2 separate regions of the Zea mays genome follow, and region 1 is linked to region 2. The links are chromatin contacts, called in public Hi-C maps. All regions are on one chromosome and are shown on one strand. The core of a region is the stretch at or near the end of the contact, and the rest is flanking DNA. Distances in the headings are between cores, read along the strand shown.

The links. A called contact is a pair of places that touch in the nucleus more often than the background predicts.
Region 1: a Hi-C map of ear shows a contact between it and region 2, with 2.6 times the contacts expected there. The contact joins the promoter of LOC542256 here to the promoter of LOC100276918 in region 2. A contact is called at or near these places in 4 of 25 Hi-C or Micro-C datasets (ear, leaf and tassel).

The regions. Positions count from the first base shown.
Region 1 is chr5:204,447,779-204,451,605 of Zm-B73-REFERENCE-NAM-5.0, forward strand. LOC542256 (bearded-ear 1) reads left to right here and starts at 2,500. Exons shown (of 8, transcript NM_001111862.1): 1 at 2,500-2,855. The coding sequence starts at 2,674.
Region 2 is chr5:204,170,545-204,174,184 of Zm-B73-REFERENCE-NAM-5.0, forward strand. It overlaps LOC100276918 (methyl erythritol cyclodiphosphate synthase2), which reads right to left and starts at 1,939. Exons shown (of 3, transcript NM_001150613.2): 1 at 1,497-1,939; 2 at 1,270-1,400; 3 at 1-300. The coding sequence starts at 1,809. The coding sequence ends at 67. LOC100280329 reads right to left here. Exons shown (of 10, transcript NM_001361060.1): 9 at 3,549-3,640; 10 at 2,389-2,857. The coding sequence ends at 3,550.

The DNA.
Region 1 (3,827 bases), core at 1,250-3,749, 280 kb after region 2:
CATCTTCTGGCTACGCGCCGTGGATGAGGGCCCTCCATGCTCCTACCTAGCCTAGCCTCCTCCTCTCCTCCTGGCCGGCTACAACGGGCGTCAGTGCGGGGGAGTTTATGGCCGGACCGCCGGGAGCCCGGCCGGATCCCCGGCGGCCGGCGCGGCCTCTCCAGCTCTCCTCGCTCGCTCGCGCGTCTGCAGGCCTGCAGTTTGCAGCAGCTAGCTCGTCGCGAGGAAAATCCGCGTACGGCCGCCGCGTCGCCCGATGCGCGCTCGCCCAGCTAGCTAGCTGCCCCTGACTTCAGGCATAACCCACGTGCATGCCATGATGCCGTCGTCTAGCTCGATCGCGCTGGCCATATAGACCTACGTCGTACGTACTCGCATGCGACATGTCAAAGGATGCGTGACTTTTGCTGGTCCAGTCCGCGGTAGAGGATGGGAGATCACCGAAGGCGACGACGAGAACAGCTAGACAGAGAAGGAATTGAAAATGTGAAGCGAAATTCATGAAAAAAATGAATTTTGGTTCCATATGACCCCAGTAACGGGAAAGCTTGCGCGCCAGTCCACAGCCGACACGTATGGTAGCCTATGGTGGTGTCTTCGCCTATCTAGGAGGTACGGAATGCTGGCCAGGTCCTCTTGTCCTCTCTCTCTCACTCATGCTGTGCTGTTTGACATGTCTCGATCTCTCCTCTCCTCTCCTCTCCTCCCGTTGGTGTGACTGTAGTAGATCCTTTGCCCGTGTCAGAACAAGCTGCTCCTCGGACCGGGTAATGTTAAACATCGGAGGAGCCTTTGCCTAGGATCCGTAACGGGGAGGAAAGAGAAAAAAAACTAAGGATGATTATGGATACCGTGTAATAACTGCTAACTACAGTTAGCCCATCTCAGCGGACTCTCTGCCCTATATTGTATGTCACTTTCTATTATAAACTACACTATACAACCTATGATGTAAAATAATGTTTTGCACGTTCATATATAAATCAGTCGAAGAAAGGGTGCCTCACTACAGGGAATGGTTTCTATTGGACACCTTAGCATTCAATCAGTCATGTCCCCCCCCCCCCCCAAAAAAAAAATGCACCCATCCAGTCGATTTTTGTCATATTTGAATTCGGTGGTGCTCCATGCACGCGTACCTGCTTTGACCAATTTATACGATCAATATATAACTTACGTTCTTACGGTTCTTAGACTTTATGAGACTTTGCAAGTATGTTTGGATACAAATCACACTAATGTGCATCTTTGTAAACTAAATTCTTTTGATTAAATTTGTAATTTTAAGGTTTAACCTGTTTTTGTTGTGTAGACGACGTTAGGCACCGATCGTCGCTTCGCTATATATCTTTGTTGTAGACGACGTTAGACTCCTAGATTAAATAAGCGAAAACCGATCGTCGCTTCGCTATCTTTGTTTATTTGTTTGTGGCTGCTCTACGCTGAAGAGCCCACAGGCCACAGCCCCACACGACACGTTAGGCACCCCCACCCACCATCCGCGCATAATATAAGCTACTGCAAAATATATGCCGGCGGAGCCCGAGCGAGCTTTGTACTTGCTCCGCCGTGGCCTGGCTCCAGGATGCTTTGGATTTCGTGCGGCGCCGTACGTCCAGGCAAACAGACAAGTGGAGCTGCATGTCCTAAAAGCCCGGCAATCAAACACGCTCTAGCAGCAGCATGGATCACAGATATCAGTCATGGGGTGGCGCTGGCGCGGGTGGGTGGCCAGGTGGAGGTGGGTGCATGTCGTCGTCGTCGTCCCATACAGAAATTGGCTCACGTATGTATACGCTGCGTACAGGCAGTAGTACACAATTACTAGCACCAATGCAATCCAACGGATGGATCTTCGCACACCCGCCACCCGGTTAAATTAAGCTACTCCTACCTCTCCCAGTCTCCCTTGGCCTGCCTCTATATTTTTGGGCAGCCTCCACCAGCCGGGCGGATGGGGTTGGATCGTCGTATCTGAGGCGGCGTGGTCGTCCAAGGCGAAAGCAACGGCGCAGGGCTGGGACCCTAGTAGGTGCATGAGGTCGTGCATGGCGCGCGAGATGCATGGTTTGGGTTAGGCCTAGGAGGTTCTCTCTCCATGGCATGGGTAGCTCGCGCCGCTTGGCTGCCGTTCTCGTGTATGCGCATGCACCAGGCATTTGCACCGCGCCGTGTATATTTCTGGCGTGGGGGCCGGCGCCGCATTGGAGCTGCAGCCCCGTTTCGGCACGGACACGGGACACCTCCCGTTAGGGTAAGCCCGGGGCAGTGGGTAACTGCCCAGCGCCACTACTCCGAATTTACCCTCCTTTTATTTTTAAAGCTTGGGAGAGGGGAGAATGGATGGATGGATGGATGTAGACGCGTGAAAAAGATGCGCGAGACCGGCAGCGTGTGCTACAGGGGCAGCCAGGCACACACACACACAGTGACCCTGCCCCTTTTCCCGGCCGTCTCGCTCTCCACCGATATTCCGCTCCTCCTGTCCAGTCCTCCTCCCCCGAGCCGGCTCATTATATCGTCCGTCGCGCAGCACAACGCAAGTTTGCTAGCGGCCGGATCAGCAGCCACAAAACGAGGAGAGCAACCACGCTGCACACAGAGACGCCCGTGTGTGAGATATAGAGCAAGCTCGATCGAAGGAAGGAGGGAAGCTAGAGATCGTACGTCGCCATGGGGAGGGGACGAGTTGAGCTCAAGCGGATCGAGAACAAGATCAACCGCCAGGTCACCTTCTCCAAGCGCCGCAACGGCCTGCTCAAGAAGGCCTACGAGCTCTCCGTGCTCTGCGACGCCGAGGTCGCGCTCATCATCTTCTCCAGCCGCGGCAAGCTCTACGAGTTCGGCAGCGCCGGGTAGGCGATCTCGATCACCACACATATATGCATGCACAGCACAGCCCCCCCAACCCAACCCACTAACTAACACTAATTAATTTCACCCTCCTGCAAGCAGATCTGCTTGTTGCCGCTGCTGTGCTGCGTTTTACTTGCGCTTTTACCACAAGAGATCTGCTTCCTTTTTATTATCTCCTTTTTCTCCCCCTTTCTCTGTGATTTCATGTTTTTTTAGCAGCGGCGTTTATTTAAAGCCAGTAGTAGCCAAGCTACTAGCTGCAGCTCCTGGCCTTGGCCTGAGGGGCATGTTATTTTTATTCCTGCAATATACCTGCGTGCGTGTGTGTATCTGTGTGCGCGTAGGTGCATGGCGGTGTTCATATAAACCGGCCGGGTGTGGGTGGATCCCTAACTGGCACGAGACATCCTCTCAGCAGATCTACGAGCCCTACGCTTTGCCTCTTTCCTCCAGCTTCTCGGGTAGTCGTCGCCCGCCCCCACGCCCGCCCTTTCCTCCATCTTCTCCGGGTGTCTGGAGTGGCCATCTTTCGTGTGTTGGGTGGGCCGGGGCATGCGCGTGTCAGAGACACGCACGGTCGATTGCTGCTGAGGTAGCTAGGGGATCGATCGTACGTTGTCGCTGGATGGAGGAAGGTAAAGAGTTAACACTGATGTGATCTGCTGAGAGGGGAAAGGGGTAGTATGTTCTTTCCGTTTTGATCCAGCGCCTGCTTCTATGAAAATCCTGCTGCATGCATGCCCACGCACACCTGTTCTGCTCGATCTGGTGGCTACCTTCATCTTATTATCTCCTGATCTATATCTCTTGCTCTCGATTGCTCCTTAATTGGCAGTGCAAATTTCATGTCATTTTGCTTGGCAGTGCAAATTTCAATTTTATTAGGCTTGCTCCAAATAACATTTAGATCTGCTTGAGATTTTCAGGAGGCCTCAACATTTTAAGCTGAAAGCTGAAAGCATGATAATGAA
Region 2 (3,640 bases), core at 689-3,188:
AATCACAAGTATAAGATAACAACCTTTTCCGTGTAGCATGATACAATTAGCTGCCATTTGTTCTTTCTACTTTCGCATCAGGAGAACTACAGTATGAGCAGCTATGCTCCTGTTCTCCCCTAGACTGTCAACTTTCTCGTGCGTCTTGGCCTTGAGATTGACCACAGATGGATCTGCCCCAAGTAGGTCGCACAAATTCGATCGGATTGTCTCCTTGAATGGGCTAATTTTTGGTTTTTGCAAGATCAGCGTAGCATCAAGGTTGCCCAGCTCGTAGCCTGCTTCATGCATCAATTTCACCTGAAATGACATGGCAATCCTAGGAGCTTAAAGTGTTGCATATTGAGACTTCAGGCACTTCAATGCTAAAATAGAAGCAATTGTTTTCTACAAGAGAGAACAGACATGCTCAGTTTAGATGTAAACACCCTGCATATTGTTTGAAGGGGCAACAAACAGTGTGTAATGCTAAATAAGTGACGCAAGACAAATGTCACTAGTCAACGGGTTTATATGCGTATGGGGAAGATTTCTGTCCAACTCAAGTACCAATAGTAAATGTGCGGTCAGAGTTCTATGCACGTGGCCCATGCCTTGTACGAAATCTAAAACGTGGAATACTTTCTGCCCTTGAAGAGAACAAAGGTCAAAACACATTTTGCAGTCAGCAACTCGTGCAAGAACTGCCAAGACATTTTGTGACGTAATAACGACTGAGCATCTAATGGTTCAGGAAAAATTGACCAGCGAAACAGTGAGCAAGCGGGGAATGAACTATGGCGTTTTCAAGGATGTTCTCCGCTCCAAATACCACAAGGCTGTAAGTCTTGTGGTATTTACACATGTTACACTTTGACATAAAATTGTAAGTCTATAACAAAACCAAACCGAGCAGAAAAAATAAGTATAAGCACCATGATATGCTATATGATGTGAAGTTATTCACTCAAAAAAATTATGTGGAATTACGAACGGTTTACCAAATTTTAGGTAATCAATCTATAGTATGCTCTGATAATTAATCCAGAACTTTAAGCAACCGTCCAATTTACACATGATATCAAAATCCTGACATGCTTCATATTAATCATTAATCAGTAGAGATTACCCAACAGTTTTCTGAAACCTCCAAAATTTCTCTGAGACTCTACATTTTGTTGATACCATGCTACTTATACAAAATACCGCAGATCCTAACATGAGAAACAGGACGAAATTGATTGAATCGAATGAACCAGAGATAACGCACTAGAAAGAAGAGAAACTCACAGCTTCCCTCATGAACACCGAAGAATCGGCGCCCTTCCAACGGGGGTCGGAGTCCGGGAAAATCTGGCCGATGTCTGGCAGCCCCAGCGCGCCGAGAATCGCGTCCACCACGCAGTGCAGCAGCACGTCGCCTGCACGGGGCGAAGAAACAAAGTTCCCAAACGCGAGGTCAGAAACGGGACCACGCAGGAACCATAGAGGGCAGTGGCGGCCGCAGGAGCGCGTACCGTCAGAGTGAGCCTCGCAGCCGCGGTCGTGGGGGATGTTGATGCCGCCGATGATGAGCGGGAGGTCGGGCTCCAGGCGGTGGAGGTCGAAGCCGTGGCCCACGCGGAACGGTAGCGCGGGTGGCTTCGGCGCCGCGGTCAACGCGGGCTGGTGCTCCGCCTGGACGGCGGCCGCGGCTGCCGGGGACGGCCTCGGCCGGAGCCGCAGGGATGGCTGGGCGGACGGAGGGCAGGGCCCGGCGCGGATTCGTGGCGCGGTGGAGATGGGGGAGGAAGCCAGGAAGAGGGAGGAGGCGTAGGGCGCGGTGGCCATCGCGCGCCGCTGCTGGTGCTGGCTTGGTGGGCGAGATAGCGCAGTGGCCGAGTATTTTTTGGGATGCTCGGGGGAGAGGAGACCGGGAGAGCGCGAGGACGAGGAGGAACCGAGAAATCCTTGCGTTTTTAGGGCCTGTTTGGTTCACTACCTCAGTTGCCACACTTTGCCTAACTTTTCTACCTAAGGTTAGTTATTCAATTCGAACGACTAACATTAGGCAAAGTGTGACACATTTAGCCACAAACCAAACAGGCCTTTAATGTGCCGGAATTATTTGCGCCAAGGCGAAGTGAGCATCTGGAGTTGGAGATGCGATGGCGTGGCGGCACCCGCAGTCGGAGGAGAAATTCTCAAGCACTCCAGGTGGCTTGCTGCCCGGCTTTGACCGAAATTAGCACGGTGAAAGTAATTTGAAAAGGCCACTTCAAATAACCTACCCACCCTCTACATTAATATGATTGCCTGGCAGATGTCCTACCCAAGCAATTTTCGAAAAAAAAACATACTCACCCTTGGAAACGAACTCGATGCCAGAGTAGCCAGACTGCTGATACAGCGACAAAAAAATGTGGCAAGTACAAACTCGCTGGGCTGCTTTGACATTTCATAAATTCAAATGGTAGTGCTAACGCACAAGTCTCCTTTACATTGTGAATTTATTTTCCTTTTACACGTGGGCAACAACACCTGATGCACTACAGACGTACATAGGAATTGCAAATGTTTGAGGGTTGGTCCACCAAACCAGCCCTGAAGGGGGAAGATAAGCCGCATTTTACAGCGCCATGATCGCCTCAACTCCTCAAATGAAACTTTGCACACATGCTTTCTCAGACGGAGCGCACAAGTTCCGTATCAAGAGGGCCACCAGAAACCAATCAGAAAGCTGAACTCAACAAAGAATGGGAAAGGGAGCAACCGGCATTACCCAGATTCTCCTTTCATCTTCCCATTTCCAAGGACAGCCTTGATCTGAAGCAGCATTTCACGAGCCTAGATGGCCGAGCTTTTGGGGATAGGAAAGGCCAGGAAGGGTGCACGCTTCCTGGCAAAAATTATATGTACACACATCAGGCCGCAGACCAATATCACCTTTCAGAAGCCTACTGCACACGGCTGCACCCTTAGGCTGGCCGCACTCGCAAACGCGAAAAGGTACCGTAAATATTTAGAGTAGACTGAAGCCCTGCACTCGCGAACTCGAAAGTCATCCCTACCGTAAATTTGCTCTTCTCTTACCTCATATCCAGCGTCCTCTCTCTCCTACCCTATTTTCTTCTCTTTCGTGCACGTGGCCAACGGCTCCATCTCCCGCCATGGGACGAGAGAGGGGGGAATATTAAATTGGAAATAAAAATTGTAGTGGTTGGTATAGAGTAGAGATATAGGGTAAATATGGCTGCAGATGATTTTAGTATAGGGTAAAGAATCTCGCTGACCAGGACAGAATATTCCTTTTAGAGTAGAGAAATAAGGTAAAATGAGTGCGGATAGCCTTACACAATCGTCAGCCGAAGGCATGGAGCTAGCGAGAAGCACAAAAGGTGCAAACGCCTCCTTCATCACTCATCGGTGCTACTACGCCAGGGCAGGCACTATCCTCCTGAGGTCTGTCGAACTGAAATTATATGCCGAGAGACCTGGCCACACTACTCGCCTTTAATCCTGGAGTAGTCATGAACTTGTCTGTAGATTGTGGGAACAAAAGAGGCGGCGGGACAGCGAGGAGGGCACACCTTACATGAAAGGCGCGCTCGTCGCTAGAGCTGAACTTCTTGAGCTCCCTAGCCCAGGTCCATCAGAAGCGCTGTATAAGGACAACAACTTC